2 separate regions of the Mus musculus genome follow, and region 2 is linked to region 1. The links are chromatin contacts, called in public Hi-C maps. All regions are on one chromosome and are shown on one strand. The core of a region is the stretch at or near the end of the contact, and the rest is flanking DNA. Distances in the headings are between cores, read along the strand shown.

Evidence for each region. A called contact is a pair of places that touch in the nucleus more often than the background predicts.
Region 2: a contact with region 1 is called in a Hi-C map of reprogramming fibroblasts, with 1.9 times the contacts expected there. The contact joins two enhancer-like sites. A contact is called at or near these places in 4 of 484 Hi-C or Micro-C datasets (the HPC-7 cell line, pancreatic cancer cells and reprogramming fibroblasts), 5 of 115 datasets of contacts at active chromatin or transcription factors (embryonic fibroblasts, embryonic stem cells and extraembryonic endoderm stem cells) and 1 of 9 other capture datasets (embryonic stem cells).

What each region holds. Positions count from the first base shown.
Region 1 is chr8:32,042,752-32,046,550 of GRCm38.p6, forward strand. It overlaps a transcript of Nrg1 not described here. Among named protein-coding and RNA genes, the nearest start is that of Gm26578, 35 kb to the left of the region's middle. Within about 2 kb of position 2,075, at least 10 of the 459 cell types and tissues checked have an H3K27ac peak or open chromatin away from gene starts, as enhancers often do. A contact at or near this core is called in reprogramming fibroblasts, where this site is marked.
Region 2 is chr8:32,208,343-32,211,871 of GRCm38.p6, forward strand. It overlaps a transcript of Nrg1 not described here. Among named protein-coding and RNA genes, the nearest start is that of Gm22140, 24 kb to the left of the region's middle. Within about 2 kb of position 1,914, at least 14 of the 459 cell types and tissues checked have an H3K27ac peak or open chromatin away from gene starts, as enhancers often do. A contact at or near this core is called in reprogramming fibroblasts, where this site is marked.

The DNA of each region.
Region 1 (3,799 bases), core at 825-3,324:
AAAATGCACACAAGTGGATAACTGCTACTTATGGAAAATCTCCATCAGAATCCCTTTCCTTCTTTGCTTTGGTAGGCATCTTTTACCTTTTCTCTTTATTTTCTCTTACCAGGCTCATAATTTTACTTAACCTTGGCTATACAGAGATGTCTTATTCAGAAAAGAAGCAACAGAAGCTGTGGTACCTTTAGCCTCATGCTGTCTGGACTAGACCACTTTCTCAGCATGAATCAAGTAGGGCTTGCCAACTGAGATGTGATAGCTTGTGTTTGAATCAGCCAAGGCACTCGCTGATAGCAAAGTAAAGGGTCTCAGCTGATGTTAAACAACCTAATTGCAGGCTACAGCATGCTTGATGGGAAATCTCAGCTCAGCTGCAAAGTTGGTTGGTAGCAAAAGACTAGGTCCATAGAGTATCTCTAACACAGAGGATATATGATGCCCTAGATGACACAGTATTAGGGCTTCTGAGAAATTGGTGAAGCCAACAGAACCAGTTTCAGTGGAATCTGACTCAGGTAGAATGGTATGACTAGCACATACATGTATGATATGGCTAGCACATATGGGAATCCCTTATTGCTTTTCAAGTAGACAGTTACAATATAGTTTTGGCTTCCTGACACCAATTTTTCTTCACATTGATGTATGTTTTATCAGCCACCAAAGTTACTTTCTTAAAATAAACAAAGCATATTATACACTTCCTAATTTAAATAAGTGTCATATTACAGAGGTAGTCATAGGCTGACCTTAATCTCTTTTAAGATATGGTCTTCTCTCTGTATACCTTAGTCTTGCTGCCAAGAACATTGATGATTAAATTTTACAGATGGATCTTTGTGAGTTCAAGGCCAGCCTGCTTTAAAAATCAGACAGCTTGACAACAGTTAGAATTATTTCCTTTCTATCTTCTTGCTGTTTTTTGAGACAGTTTTTCTGTGTAGCCTTGGCTGTCCTAGAATTCCTTTTGTAGACAGGCTGGCCTTGAACTCACAAAGATCCATCTGCCTCTACCTCTGGTACCCTACGATTCAAGGCATGAACCACACCACAGTAATGTTTTGTGCTTTCACATGAAAGCTGGAAATTATTTGGAGACCAGCAGGAATGAGAGGAGGACACAGGGAAAGTCATGGAGTGAACACAGGCAAAAGAGAGTGATATCTATGCAGAAAAAAAATGCTGTAAAAAGGACCTTATTTTGTGTGGTTACTAAAGATTAATAATTATAAAGAATTGGTGATCCCAAGGTGGTCATTCAGGAGGCTGGCCTGGGAAGGTTGTTTGAACCTAGGAGTTCAAGATCAGCCTGGGTAGCATATTGTAATCCTCCTCTCTTTAAAAAAACAAAGGGAAAGGAAAAAGCCACCAAAAATTCTTTTGTAACCATCCCTTCCCTACTCTCTCAAAAGGCATCACCTTCATAGAAGGCTTTTGTTTGGTGTCCTACATGAAATAATGAAGCTGGGGACCACATCCTTCTCCATATAGAAAGAGAACCCAGTGACCCTTTGTATAACCGTGATCTTTTACAAGAGTCAAATTCACTTAGGATGCCACCCTAAAATAATATGCCACTTTGGCAAAAAGATTATTTTGAGCTGAAGGCAATGGAGACTGCACATATTCTAGGCAACGTCTCATGTGCCTTGCAAGGACACAAATTTTCCATTGAGGAAGTTGCCCTTCACTCCACCCCACCAGGAGGAACTGGGCAACTCTTTTATCATTCAAGATAGGGAGTCAACACCTAGATGAGTTTGTATAAATAGACCTTACTAAAAATAGCCCTCATCTCCTATTAGTTTCCAGGCATGTAATTCCTTCTCACTTCCCTGTAATCTTTTGTCCTCTGGAGTTCAGCCCTCTTTCTTTTGCTAAAAGGATACCTCATTCCTTGGCTCTACATTTTACTTTCTACTTCCTTTGTGCAAACTCCTGGTGCTGCAGTACTCTTGGTACTTGAGGCCTTCTTCTGTTGATAACCTGTCTTTTGCGATTCTGATTTAGAGGCCCCTAGGAAATGCTTTTCTTCCTGCTACCCCACCTCCAGGAGGTTTTGACAAAGAAGGGATGGGCTGGGATCCCCTCCTTACTCAAGGAGTTAGAGCTGAGAACTAAGGGCCACTATAGACCAGAGCCACTAATGGTAAGAATTCTTAAGCAGCCAGGCCCTAGATGTCTGAAAGCTGTGATCAAATGGGAGCATTTAGGGCCTTTCCTTGCTTGCCTTTACAAATTGAGGTTGACTAGAGGTCCCGTGCCTCAGGAGGAGGTCTTTCGGTTATTGTGGCTCTTGTGATTTTTGGCTTGTGGACTTTCATTTTAATCCTTATCTTCCTAGAGATAGCCGCTGTTTTTCTTTCTTTGCTACCTTTGGTGTTGTTTATGTTAAGGATGAAATGTCTAAGGGTCGAATGCAGGCACGGGGCTAAGAGATTATTATTGCTCAAGCCAGTCTGTGCAGATTGGCAAACTGAAAGCCCTTGTTGTCCTGGCTCCCTTTCCATACAGCTTGATGAGGGTCACCAGCAGGACGGCCAGGGACAGTCCTTCCCACTGTGGAGCTTGTCTTTTTTTTTTTTCCTTTTATTTTTTTTATTGGATATTTTCTTCATTTACATTTCAAATGTTATCCCAAAAGTCCCCCATACCCTCCCCCACCTACTCCCCTACCCACCCACTCCCCTACCCACCCACTCCCACTTCTTGGCCCTGCTGTTCCTCTATACTGAGGCATATAAAGTTTGCTAGACCAAGGGTCCTCTCTTCCCAATGATGGGCCAATTAGGCCATCTTCTGCTACATATGCAGCTAGAGACACTAGTTCTGGGGGTACTAGTTCATATTGTTGTTCCACCTATAGGGTTGCAGACCCCTTCAGCTCTTGGGTACTTTCTCTAGCTTCTCTATTGGGGGCCCTGTGTTCCATCCTATAGATGTCTGTGAGCATCCACTTCTGTATTTGCCAGGCACTGGAAAAGCTTCACAGGAGATAGCTATATCAGGGTCCTTTCAGCAAACTCTTGCTGGCGTATGCAATAGTGTCTGCGTTTGGTGGCTGATTATAGGATGAACCCCCAGGTGGGGCAGTCTCTGGATGGCCCATCCTTTCGTCTTAGCTCTAAAACCTAGAATACCCAAGATACAACTGCCAAAACACAAGAAAATCAAAAAGGAAGACCAACTCGTGGATACTTCATTCCTCCCTAGAATAGGGAATAAAATATCCATGGAAGGAGTTGTGGAGCTTGTCTTATGTGACAGGAGCCATTTCTGTCCCTGTGCCTATTCTTGCTGAAGGACACATGTTGCTTATCTCTAGTCTCAAGGTGGCTGGGGAAGAAGTAAAACTTCTGAGGTAAAACTTAATATCTGCATGAGCCTTTGATGTCTCTGTGTTATTGCATTGTTACTACTCAGCAAGACCCCAAATTATCACCTGCCAGTAGTGGATTATCCCCTCCCCATTCCCCCGCACTCCCACCAGCCAGGCAGTTCCTACTACTCATACAAAGAGGGTCACTGCTGCCTCTCCTTTCCTCCTGTTCCCCTTCCTTCCCTTCCTTCTCTCTTTCTGCCACTCTGTCTTGAGGCAATGTCTTACTATACAGTTCAACCTAGGCTTTAAACATGGAATAGCCCTGCTTCGGCCTCCCAGTTGCTGAACCTCTATCTAGCTTTGGGAATGACTTTGGATCACAGGATTGGACATTCCACATCCTCTTTGAAGAGATCTCTCTCATATCCCCATAAAAGCCATTATTTGTTTTGAGGCATAACAAGCTTAATGACC
Region 2 (3,529 bases), core at 664-3,163, 170 kb after region 1:
TTGAGCATCTTTCACCAGAAATGCTTGAGACCAGAACTCTTTGCTCTGAAGGAGATTTTGGATTTTGGAATATGTATAGGAGTTTTACCAGTTTGAGTATACCTTATCCAGAAATTCAGAATCTAAAATTTTGGAATTTGGAGTATTTCTGATTTCAGCTCCTCAGGTTAAAGTTTTTTTTACAGTTTCTTAAAATGTGATGTAAAGATAAGGATAATGGCCAGCTGGTGGTTGGTGTGTGCCTTTAATCCTGGAACTTGAGGGACAGAGGCAGGCTGATCTCTGAGTTTGAGGCCATCCCTTGTCTCCCGAGTGAGTTTCAGGACAACCAGGGATACACATAGAAACCCCGTCTTAAAAAACTAAAGGGGGTTGGGGGGGAAGGATGATGGCTAATATTGATGATAATTACAATAAAACCATATTTACATTGAGAATAATGCTTGGCTCCAAAGCAGCAAATTAATATTAAGTACTACAATGTAATTTAAACATTAAAACAGGCCTTTGAAATGTGTAATTTTTATGTCCCTTACTTTACAGTTGGTATTAGTGAGATACAGAGATTTTACAGCTCACCTAACTGCTTTTTGCCCTGTAATTTCACACTTAGCACCAAGTCGAAGGCTCCTTTGGAGTAGTTTCTTTTCAAGTGGAAAAGAAGCCAGTTTTCTGAAGATTTTAATAAATAATAACTAGAAATCAGTTAATGTCCCTGAGAATACCACTGCCTGCCTTGAGTGCTGTTTACAGGGAATTTTTTTCACTTTGGCCTGTGTCTTCTCTTTTTTTCATTGCAGTGTAGTATGGAGGGGTAAGAAGCAGGATAGTGGCTCTGCAACCACAGGTTGCAGAGTTTGGGACTGGGAAGGCTCTGATTCTTAGAATCTCAGACCCAGCTCTCAGCTTGTTTCTAGGTTGCCTTCCCCATTAGGTAGAAGACTCCGCCCATTCCCTTTTGTGCACACCTAGATGCCAAAGCAGGCTTCCAAAGCAGGAAAATTAAATTCCCAATTCCCGACTCTGAAGCAAGCCCCAGCAAGACAACTCTGTACTCAGCAATTAACATTTGCTAATCCACAGCATGATTTCAAGGAATAGAGTGCCAATAGCCAATCAGTGGCTTCTCTTTTGATCATTTTGGAGTTTTCCCACTTTGAAGGATATAAGCCTGTTGGACCTTAAGGAAGCAGGCCACCCATGTTATCCTAGCTGTAATCCACAAAGGTTTCAAAAAAAATGAGGATGTAAAATGTGCCCACATTTTCCTTGTAGTATGCCTGGAGTTGTCAAAGACCCAGCTAACTAACAGTGACCGTTTAGGATGGAAAGTTCTTGTAAGGGTTTTGACAGTAGCCTAATGGAGCCAGATTTTCAGTGGATCACACCTGCCATTTCTGGTTACTCAGCTACTTGTCATTAACTTCCTCTCATGCCACTGTAGGGAGTGGAAGGCAGAGACAATGGCCTGGTAAAGATTAGCTTTGGAATACTTCTTGAACCAGCTTTAAGGGGAAATCAGGATAACAGTCTTGTGAGATGGGTTTTGTTCCTAGATATCAGTGTTATTCTCCAAGCCCAGTCTATTAGAGACTGGAAAACATTTACAAAACCTACTGTCTTATCAACCAGCTGCTCGAATAGCTGCTGTAGGCACACCTAGACCCCTTAGATTCAGCACAGGTTTCAAACTGCTCTAACAGATAAGCTTAGAATTCTAGATCAGAAACCAAAGGGGAAAAAAGAGGAAATGAATCAAATTCCAACCACTAAAGGGGGGAAAATGTCTTGTATGCCCTCAGAACAAAGGCCAACAAAGCCCTGTGCACATTGATAACCTATGACTTAATCCTTTATCATTCACAGCTTACTGTTTTCCATCCCTGAGGGGTGGTTGGTGGCTTCTGTTTCAAAGGGATACCCTCCCAGGGAGGCGTCTCAGGGAAGGCAGGAGTGAGCAAGCTTTGTCTCTGTGGTGTCCTGTGCCATGGCTGCTGTTTGTGACTGTGACTTCCCACCGTTGTTGCATTCTATATTAGTCTCTCTTATTTATTTGTTTTTCCGAAAGAAGCAAAGGGAATCTCCCAAGATTCACATCAGTATCTAAAGGAAACCTGGAAAGACAGAAAATCAAAGTGGAAAACAAAATACATGCAAGAGAGGACAGAAATGTCAAAAGCATGGTTTGGGAAGGGAAAGAAAACTTCAACGTGGATGAGTTAGTCAAACTTGTGGGGTGGGGTGTGGAGTAGAAGGATTTGGGCAAGAAGGAGGGAACTTCTTTACACAGGAATCAGAGGTGACATCATATGCTATTTTATGTGGTTTAAAAAAAGCATTTAGTGAAACCAAATGCACTTCATAAAGGCACCACTCTCCAGAATGGATTTTGAGCTAAAGTGACTATACTAAGTTATATACTTAGGCAGAGGTCCTCACCTCAGGTTGCTAGCCCCCCAGGTAACAAAACCTGCTTGCTACATAAATGGTGAAATCACAAGTATTTTTACTATCTAAGGAGAGGATTTATCCATGTAAAGCACTTTTACACCTACTTTATTATTTATAAATAAGAAAAAAATTTCAACATGAAAAATCACTGTTATGGGACAAAATATCTCAGTCATCTAAGAGAACTCACGTTTGGAAAAGATTAAGTAAGGTTCTAGTTCATTATTTTCTCGGTCATCTACAACCAAGGTGAACTTGCCAAAGAAAGTTTGTTTGAAGAAATGCTTCTTTTTTCCTAACTGCTCAGGGTTGTGTTTAATACCAGCATGTGAGCCTCTGCTGACACAACCACACCAGAGCATGCCAGAGCACACCAGAGAAGGCATGGGCCACATCTTTCAGATCTGACACCAGTTATTACTGGTATGTAGCTTAAATAAATAGATCACAAGACTGATGTACCAGATGGATGAGTGATTGAAATGGTGGTTATTTGCATTGTGTTTTTATAGAAAACAAAACCTTTGTCTTGAAATTACTCTATCCTAATATACTTGCAATTAATCTACTACTCATGTCCATGCCTAATTAAATATTGAATAAATGGAGTTATTAATGCTGAAATAACATCAATCCTCAGTGTAAACTATATATACATATATAGTTATAGTTATATATGTGTGTGTTTAAAGACATATAGTTTAGTTATATGTATTATAAAGCCTATTATTTTATAGCAATACTGTGCATGTTATATAGAGAAAATCCTCCATAAATAAAAAAATTATCATGGTTTTATTTAAACCTCAGAAATGAGATATTTACTCCCTAATCCAGTAAGGAATTAGATGAAGATCATTGGGTACACCGTTCCCATCATGACAGCATCCTGCTTCCACATAACCAAAATGACTAAGAGGGTGAGGTATACCTTAAAGCATCATGAAGAAAATCAATCAAACCAACAAGAAGAGCAGTAACAAGAAGCCAGCTCCATCAGGGCATCCATGACGATTTTTAAAGGCTACATCAAAAGCAGAGACACTTTGTGGTAGACTAAGTTTCAAATATGGATTTA